Regions from separate parts of the Arachis hypogaea genome. Here region 2 is linked to region 1. The links are chromatin contacts, called in public Hi-C maps. All regions are on one chromosome and are shown on one strand. Each heading gives the region's core, a stretch centred on a gene start, on an enhancer-like site or on the middle of the called end of the contact. The rest is flanking DNA. Distances are from core to core; before and after follow the strand shown.

Region 1 (3,679 bases), core at 330-2,829:
GTAGGTGTTGTAGCTTGGCCTTGTAAGTTGTAGTTGGAGACAGATTAGATTGGTAGTATTTGATAGTCGTGCCCTTCTGTTACTATGTAGGGAGGGGAATGAAAACTAGAAAACTCCATGTTAGGGAAACGCCGCTTTCATTCTTCATCTATGAACTATGAAGCACAACACATTTTTTAACATATTTAAACAATTTAAATATTATCACGTATCAACATATTTATGTTTAATCTTATTTTTAATATATATTTTTAAAATAAATTTAAAAATAATATATATTATTATTTATTAAAATATTATTATAATTTATTAAAAAAATACTTTATATTTAATATATATATCATATTTCTATATTTTATAAAATTTTAAAATTTATATATTTATATGTCCCATATTATATCGTATCCTATATTCGTATCAGTATCGATAGATAATAATTCATTATACAACCATCGCTAATAAAAATAGTAATTTAGGTGTTTTATTTTTGGTCGATGTAATTTAGGCGTTTAGTTAGTGGGATATCCTGCCACTTTTGGAAATTATTAATATTCCACATCAAGATTTAAGCTTGTTCACTTCAGCTTGTTCGTTAGGTTTAACTAGCTAGTGTGCAACATGATCCTTTATCATAAGGTTGTTTGCAAGTTGTTGTTTTGTAAGCTCGACTTCTTTGTAAGTTCGACTATATTACGTGCACATCAAATCAGCCATTAAAATTAATTATTGGTATAAAATATATATTAAAATATAAATACACATTGAAAATAAATTAAACCATACATATATTTATACATAAATACATTAATGACTAATTTTAATATCTAATTTTAATATACAAATAATATTTTTGTGAATTTTTAAACTCTCTTCTCATTAGTCACAAAAAAAAAAAAAAACTCTCTTCTCATTTTATGATTGAGAATTTTAACTAGCGATAAAAAAGGGAAAAAAAAAACCTAGACCAACCACGCAGGCTATGGGCCATATAATCTCCATCAGCTTGCAAGAGCTGTAAAATGTCAATATGACGAATACCTGAAAAAGGAGTAAGAGTATATAATTTTATTAAAACAAGAGTAGCTAGTAATATAAGTTAGGATTTATGGTTTAAAATATGCTCTTGTATTATTTTTTTCAGCATGATTAGAATTGTGTGGTTTCAATATGGTAATAAGCTATTTACAATATAGTAACTTATGCACGTCAAAACTTCTTTTAATAAATGTTGGGTTTAATAAATTGTTTGTTAGCTATTAAGTAATATATATAGAGCCAAAAGCATTAAATGTTTGGACGCTTTTAACTTTTACACAAATGCAATAGATTTTTCTATTAGGGTGAAAAACTAAGATGATAAGAAAAATCATAAATCCAATTAATAAATCACCAAAATAAATCCGACTTATGCCACATTTTATTGTCATGAACAAATGGAAAACATGCTTATCAAGTAATTGCTTATTTTGACTTTTTTTTGGGTCTAGCTGATTTTGTTTTCTTAAACTTGTACTTTATAGAACAGAATGGGCTTCAATCACCATGACAGTCCAATCCAAATTATAAGAACCCAAAGAAACAGGGGCAAACGACAATTTAGGCTTCAATTTTGGGTGAGTGGCTAAATATATTGTGATACCTAAGATGGAGGTTGTCCAATCCACTTGATCAAAAAAAAAAAAAAGTTGTATTTGAATTTAAACTTTAGGGGTGATCAAGTAGTAGATAAAACCTTTGAGTGTGTGATGCTACACAATATACACCCACACACTCCTCACATACTTATCAATTTTTTTTTCTTGGTTGCAGCTAGTAGGACTTGAATTTGAGACCTTTGAGATGAGAATGAGACGGAATGCCGTGTGAGCTATGGCTCATTGGCGGATCCAGGTTTCATTTGCCCCGTAATTTACTAGTAACTCAGTGCAGTATGTTTTCCTTGTTTGGGTTAGTCCCTCACTTCTACCAAAAAAATAAGAAAGAGCAGCATTCAGAGGTGCGATACGGACCTGTAAATTTTATTTGGGCTTTCAATGTACACCTGATACTAACCCCATTTATATTTGGGCTGGGCATCAAATTATATATTACTCCAATTCAAAAAAGGAAAGGAATCTATCTACATTATTGTACTCCTAGAAACTTGACCAAACTTATGCATACTGGCGACAATATTTTAGACAGTTGTATTTGTATGATATTTGTTTTCTACAATATATTTGTAAATTGTAAGATAGCAACATTCTCCATGTGGCTAGTTAGAACTGTAACACGTCGTATCTTTCTTTAAAGTTGCTGCACCTCAAATTAATTATTATTTCTCCAATACCATATGCGATGTATGCCATGCCATGACCATTTCCTTTTGACAATCAAATATACATAACATGTGATTCAGATAATATGAATATGCTATGTATCTTTTGTCTTTCAAACCAACCCACTAAAAGTATTTATGTCAACGTTAATACGCGAATTATGAGTACAGCGAGTTGCCACATGACTTTATCAACCATGAAACTGGGGTCAAGTCGCATATAATTAAGATTTAGTTGCCTATTGGCTAATTGTAGCATTCATTAATAAAATAAAATAACTAAAATAGATATATTTAATACGGTAATATTAGATTAACTAAAAAAATTAAAATTTATTTTATTTAATTTTTTATTATTATAATAATTAATAAATAATAAATAAGATAAATTTTCACTATTTACTAAATCTGCTTCTTTATCCCCTCTCTGTGCTTCTGTTTTAGCTACCTATGACATTAATATACGTAGTGCTCAAGTGTGCCCAAAAAAGTTAATATACGTACAGTACTTTAAATTCCTCCAACTACTCTTTTACATGCAAGGTTCACTGTCAGCTACAAATTAAACTGCCATGTCATCACTAGTTTCATTTTCAAAAAGTAATAACATGTGCCGTGTATTTTAATTTTAAAAAATATTATGTATATATTAAAAATTAATTATTCGTATAAAATATATATTTTAATTTAAAATAATATAAAAAATAATACATATAGTAAATAACGCGAACAATAGATTAAAAAAAATAAAATTAAAATTAAACTTGAATAATGGGTTCATTTTTTTGTTAAATTCGTTTGGAAATAGTTAGTCTGTATTGAATACGAATTTTACTATATTATTTTTTTGGTTAATTTATTAATTATTTCTTATCAAGTATGTCTAATATTCAATTCACTATGTATATAAATGATTATTTTGATGTGGATGTTTATTTGGGTATACCATTAATATTTATTTAGTTTGCTTCGTGCTACATGCACATGCTTCGCATGTTTCTCTTGTTATATGGTTTGGATTAGATTTAATTTAACGTTGACTGAATTTAAGTTGAGTTTGAGTTATGACATTTAAATATAAGTGATTAAGATTGAAGACTTTGTTAAAAAACTTTGAGGGCATGGGATCTATTATCACAAACATGTTACTAACTCGCTAAATTCTACTTAATTAGGTCATTTACGTAAAATATAAATTTATCATTATAAAATATATGTCATTATTATTCTAAGTATCTAATGAATGAGAAATTTAATGCGCTTTGTTAGAAGTTGTGGTCAACTCATAATATGTCGGATGTTTATTTTACTAGGTATTCGAATGGTTATTTTCATTCTTAAGTGGATGTTTAGTTGATTAGA
Region 2 (3,679 bases), core at 735-3,234, 100 kb before region 1:
GTCTATTGTATACTAGAGACAGTAGCAACTTGCAATATACAACAAGCTCAACCATGGTGCTATTCATTTTCTCCAAAATCCTAAGCAGGAACAACGTCAGTGGAATCCAGTGTGGCTTTTCACATTTCACTGCCCCCCAAATTAGAGACTTTGCAAAAACACAGGTCCATCTAATATATAATATACTAATTAATCTGATCTGAATATATAATATCTGAATATATTGATGATGTTATGTATATGCACTGCATGTATTATTAATTCAGGTGGACTACATACTGGGAAAGAATCCAATGAGTATGTCGTACATGGTTGGATTTGGCAGTAACTACCCAAAGAAATTACACCACAGAGGCTCATCAATCCCTTCAATCAAAGATCAGCAGGGAAAAGTGGGGTGCAGCGATGGTATGTCAAACTATTACAATTCACCAAATCCAAATCCCAATACTCACGTTGGTGCCATTGTTGGAGGCCCTGATTCCAATGACCACTTCGGTGATGAAAGATCTGACTATTCTCACAGCGAACCTACAACCTATATTAATGCTGCTTTCGTCGGTTCCGTCGCTGCTTTGCTTGCTGAATGAACCCACACACCACAGCAACGCTACTTAATATCATCATTGCATGTGTCATCAACTAATAATTCATTATATAAGCTGAGTGATACTACCTAGGTACCCCAGCCACATGTATACATATATGTCATTTGAAATTTAAGTTTCAAATAAACTAGTATTGTACGTTATTGTTTTAATAAGTTATATACAATAAAAATTTGAAATCAAGATGTTATGATCTTAGTTTCTTTATTTTTATCAACTATATCATGAGCTTGTCTACGTTGTTTTCAAGCCCTCATTTCAAATGCATAATATATATAGTTAACATTGTGAAAGATATAATTCAGAAAATTAAATCATACTACTTTAATTGGACCGAAATTTGAACCAAGGATAGATATTTAGTATTTGACGAACAGCGTACAAACTATATATAATATTAATAAAACAATATATAATAAGTTCTCTTGACTTGTTGTATGAAAAGCAAAATTATATATTGATGAAGGCGCACCCATCTAAAGCAAGTAGTTGATTGAAAGCACAATTGGCGCCTCATCTATAGATTGGTTCTCCTCTTCCAGCCTCTTCCTACTACTGTTCCTTGTGCTTGTGAGTTTGTTGGAATAGTAGTGATGGGGTGAGGAGGATGGGTGTGTTCAGCTGTGTAGGTAACTATGAAAACTTGTGGATCGGAATGGCTCCGTTCAACTTGTTTCCTAGCCAAGCATCCTTTGCAGCTGCTACACCTGTAATAGCTCCGCGGATACTCTGATCCTTTTATTGGTTTCTGCCCGTATTTACGCCATGCCCATCCATCACTGTACCCTTCTTCTTCTCTCATCCGCTTCACTACCCGCTTATTCTTCTCTTCATTCTTCTTCCTTCATTTATAATTGTAATTATTACTCACACAATAATTAATTACCATCAACCCTGTATTTTGCTTGATGCAAATAAAACAAATCAATCTTTTGTACTATATATATGTATGTCGTACCTTCTTTTACATTTAGATGGTGTTGGATCTGAAGGTTTGAGATGGAGTACTTTGTTGACTTCAGCGGAGGTAGGGTGGGAACTAGTTGTAGTATCAACAGTAGTAGAAGGATAGAAAGGTTTGTAAAGCTCTTCCAATTCATCATCAACGATGGCAGTAGTGATGGTTTCTGTTTCTGAGAATTGGTGAGACTTGAAGAAACGTTCATCTATTTCTTGTTGAGGACTTAACTGGAAATAGTTAAGATCACCTAGGATGTTGTCGGGTTGATGAGTATTGGTGCATCCTCTCACTATAGCGTGCAAATCCCAGTCCATGAAGCTCATTCATCGAAGAAGAAGAAGCTACAAATACAATATATTAATACAAGGGAGCATGAATGAAACTCACAGTTCACAAGCCAGAAGTTTTGTGCAAGATGACAAACAACGTTTTCGGCCATAACATATTATATTATTAAAAGGACTAAGATAATAAGATTTGTCAAAAATTGTAACCTGTACGTTAGCGTACCTCGTGCTTTGAGCTTTTCTGTTTTTTCCGTTTTGGTGAACTGTTGGCCCTTTGAACAAGTGAAATACAAATACAAACTAGGAGTAATACATGCATACATACAGTACCCTATAGAATAATTGAGTTGACTTACTGTTAAGTCAGAAGGGTGAAAGTCTAATCCTGAAGCCCCTTTTTTCGGCCATTCGGCCAGCCTTCATATCCTATGCTATACCTAACATTTAACTCAATACTATAATAATACACTTGGATGTAGAATCTGATACGAGACAATAATGTTATTCGTGCATTTATATAAGTAGGTATCTATTTTGAGACAATTTATTAAATTCAAAAATGACATAAGTAAACTAAATAAAAATTATAATTTAATCAAATGATTATAAAGTAGATATTTAAATATTATTAAATAAGTAATTAAGTATGCAATAAAATTATGGAAAAGTCTAGGGGACCAGCAGTTTTGTTGGATTTTGGCCAGCATGTAACCAGCAGAGGAAGGTGAACCATTGGATGAAATCTTACACCAATCTCACACCATCAAATCATCATTGATGGCTAGTTGATGGCTAACAATCACAAAAATTGCTGGCCCCTAGCATTGCTCTAAAATTATTATCATTTTAAACTTTACTAGCTCTCGCTTGTGTTGTGTAGGCCGTTTTCCCTCAGTCCCTCACCGATAAAAAAGTCTTTGTTTGTCGCCGTCATATTCATGCCATGCCCCAGAGGATCTTCCTCACCACTCATCTTTTCCTTATTTTTTTCAGCTGATGAAAGGGGATTCAACTTTTTGTTTTTTTGGTGTAAAAGGGGTTCAGCTTTCGCTCTTAATTCTCTGGAGTGTAACCCTTTTTTTTTGTTAAAGCTTATGGGTTAAAGAGCCCAAAAGAGAAGACAGAAATAAAGAACAAAAAAGTAGGCCCAGGACTAAGCCCAATGTACTTTTTCCGTTGGCAACGAAGGAGTATCGTCAAGTCCAAAACAAAGAAAAAGAAGGGGTATCGTGGGCGAAGCTGGGGAATCTGTTAGCTACTGCCTACCGATTGCTCGGGTGTATTTGTACACAAATTTATCTGTAGTTAATTTTAGTGTATAAATAATATTTTTGATTTTATTAGTTTTTTGGTAAAATAGTTTTTTTGTTCATTTGGAAATACTGGAAATTCACACCCACAAAAAAACATTAAATTGTGTATTAGTCATTTAAATATTTCTTCCATTTATCAATTTTTGTTTTTCGTTAATTTGAATTTTATACAATTTTAAGAACGATTATATTATGTGTATACTAAAATTAGCTACTAAAGTAAGTTATTAGTGTAAAATATATATTGGAATATAAATACACATTAAAAATAAATTAAATCACACTTGTATTTATATATAAATACATTAGTAACTGGTTTTAGTGTATGAATATCATTTTTGTTTTAGGAAAAAGGAATTAAGTAATTTAATGACCATTTGACTTTGATAAATTGGAATTTAATTATCTTTTAAAATTTGTTTAATTAATTTGTTGGTCTATATAGTTTCATCGAATTTTTAATTAGGTTCTTATATTTTTTTCTTTTTAATTAGATCTCTATATCATATC

The links. A called contact is a pair of places that touch in the nucleus more often than the background predicts.
Region 2: a contact with region 1 is called in a Hi-C map of leaf, with 2.7 times the contacts expected there. The contact joins the promoter of LOC112799680 here to the enhancer-like site in region 1. A contact is called at or near these places in 4 of 8 Hi-C or Micro-C datasets (leaf and an unstated tissue).

Annotation. Positions count from the first base shown.
Region 1 is chr5:41,362,386-41,366,064 of arahy.Tifrunner.gnm2.J5K5, reverse strand. No RefSeq gene overlaps it. Among protein-coding and RNA genes, the nearest start is that of LOC112801445, 36 kb to the right of the region's middle. Within about 2 kb of position 1,579, at least 3 of the 3 cell types and tissues checked have open chromatin away from gene starts, as enhancers often do.
Region 2 is chr5:41,463,979-41,467,657 of arahy.Tifrunner.gnm2.J5K5, reverse strand. LOC112799680 (probable WRKY transcription factor 29) reads right to left here and starts at 1,984. Exons shown (of 2, transcript XM_025841738.3): 1 at 1,567-1,984; 2 at 808-1,450. The coding sequence starts at 1,892. The coding sequence ends at 1,126. LOC112801448 (endoglucanase) reads left to right here. Exons shown (of 7, transcript XM_025844169.3): 6 at 1-164; 7 at 267-793. The coding sequence ends at 590.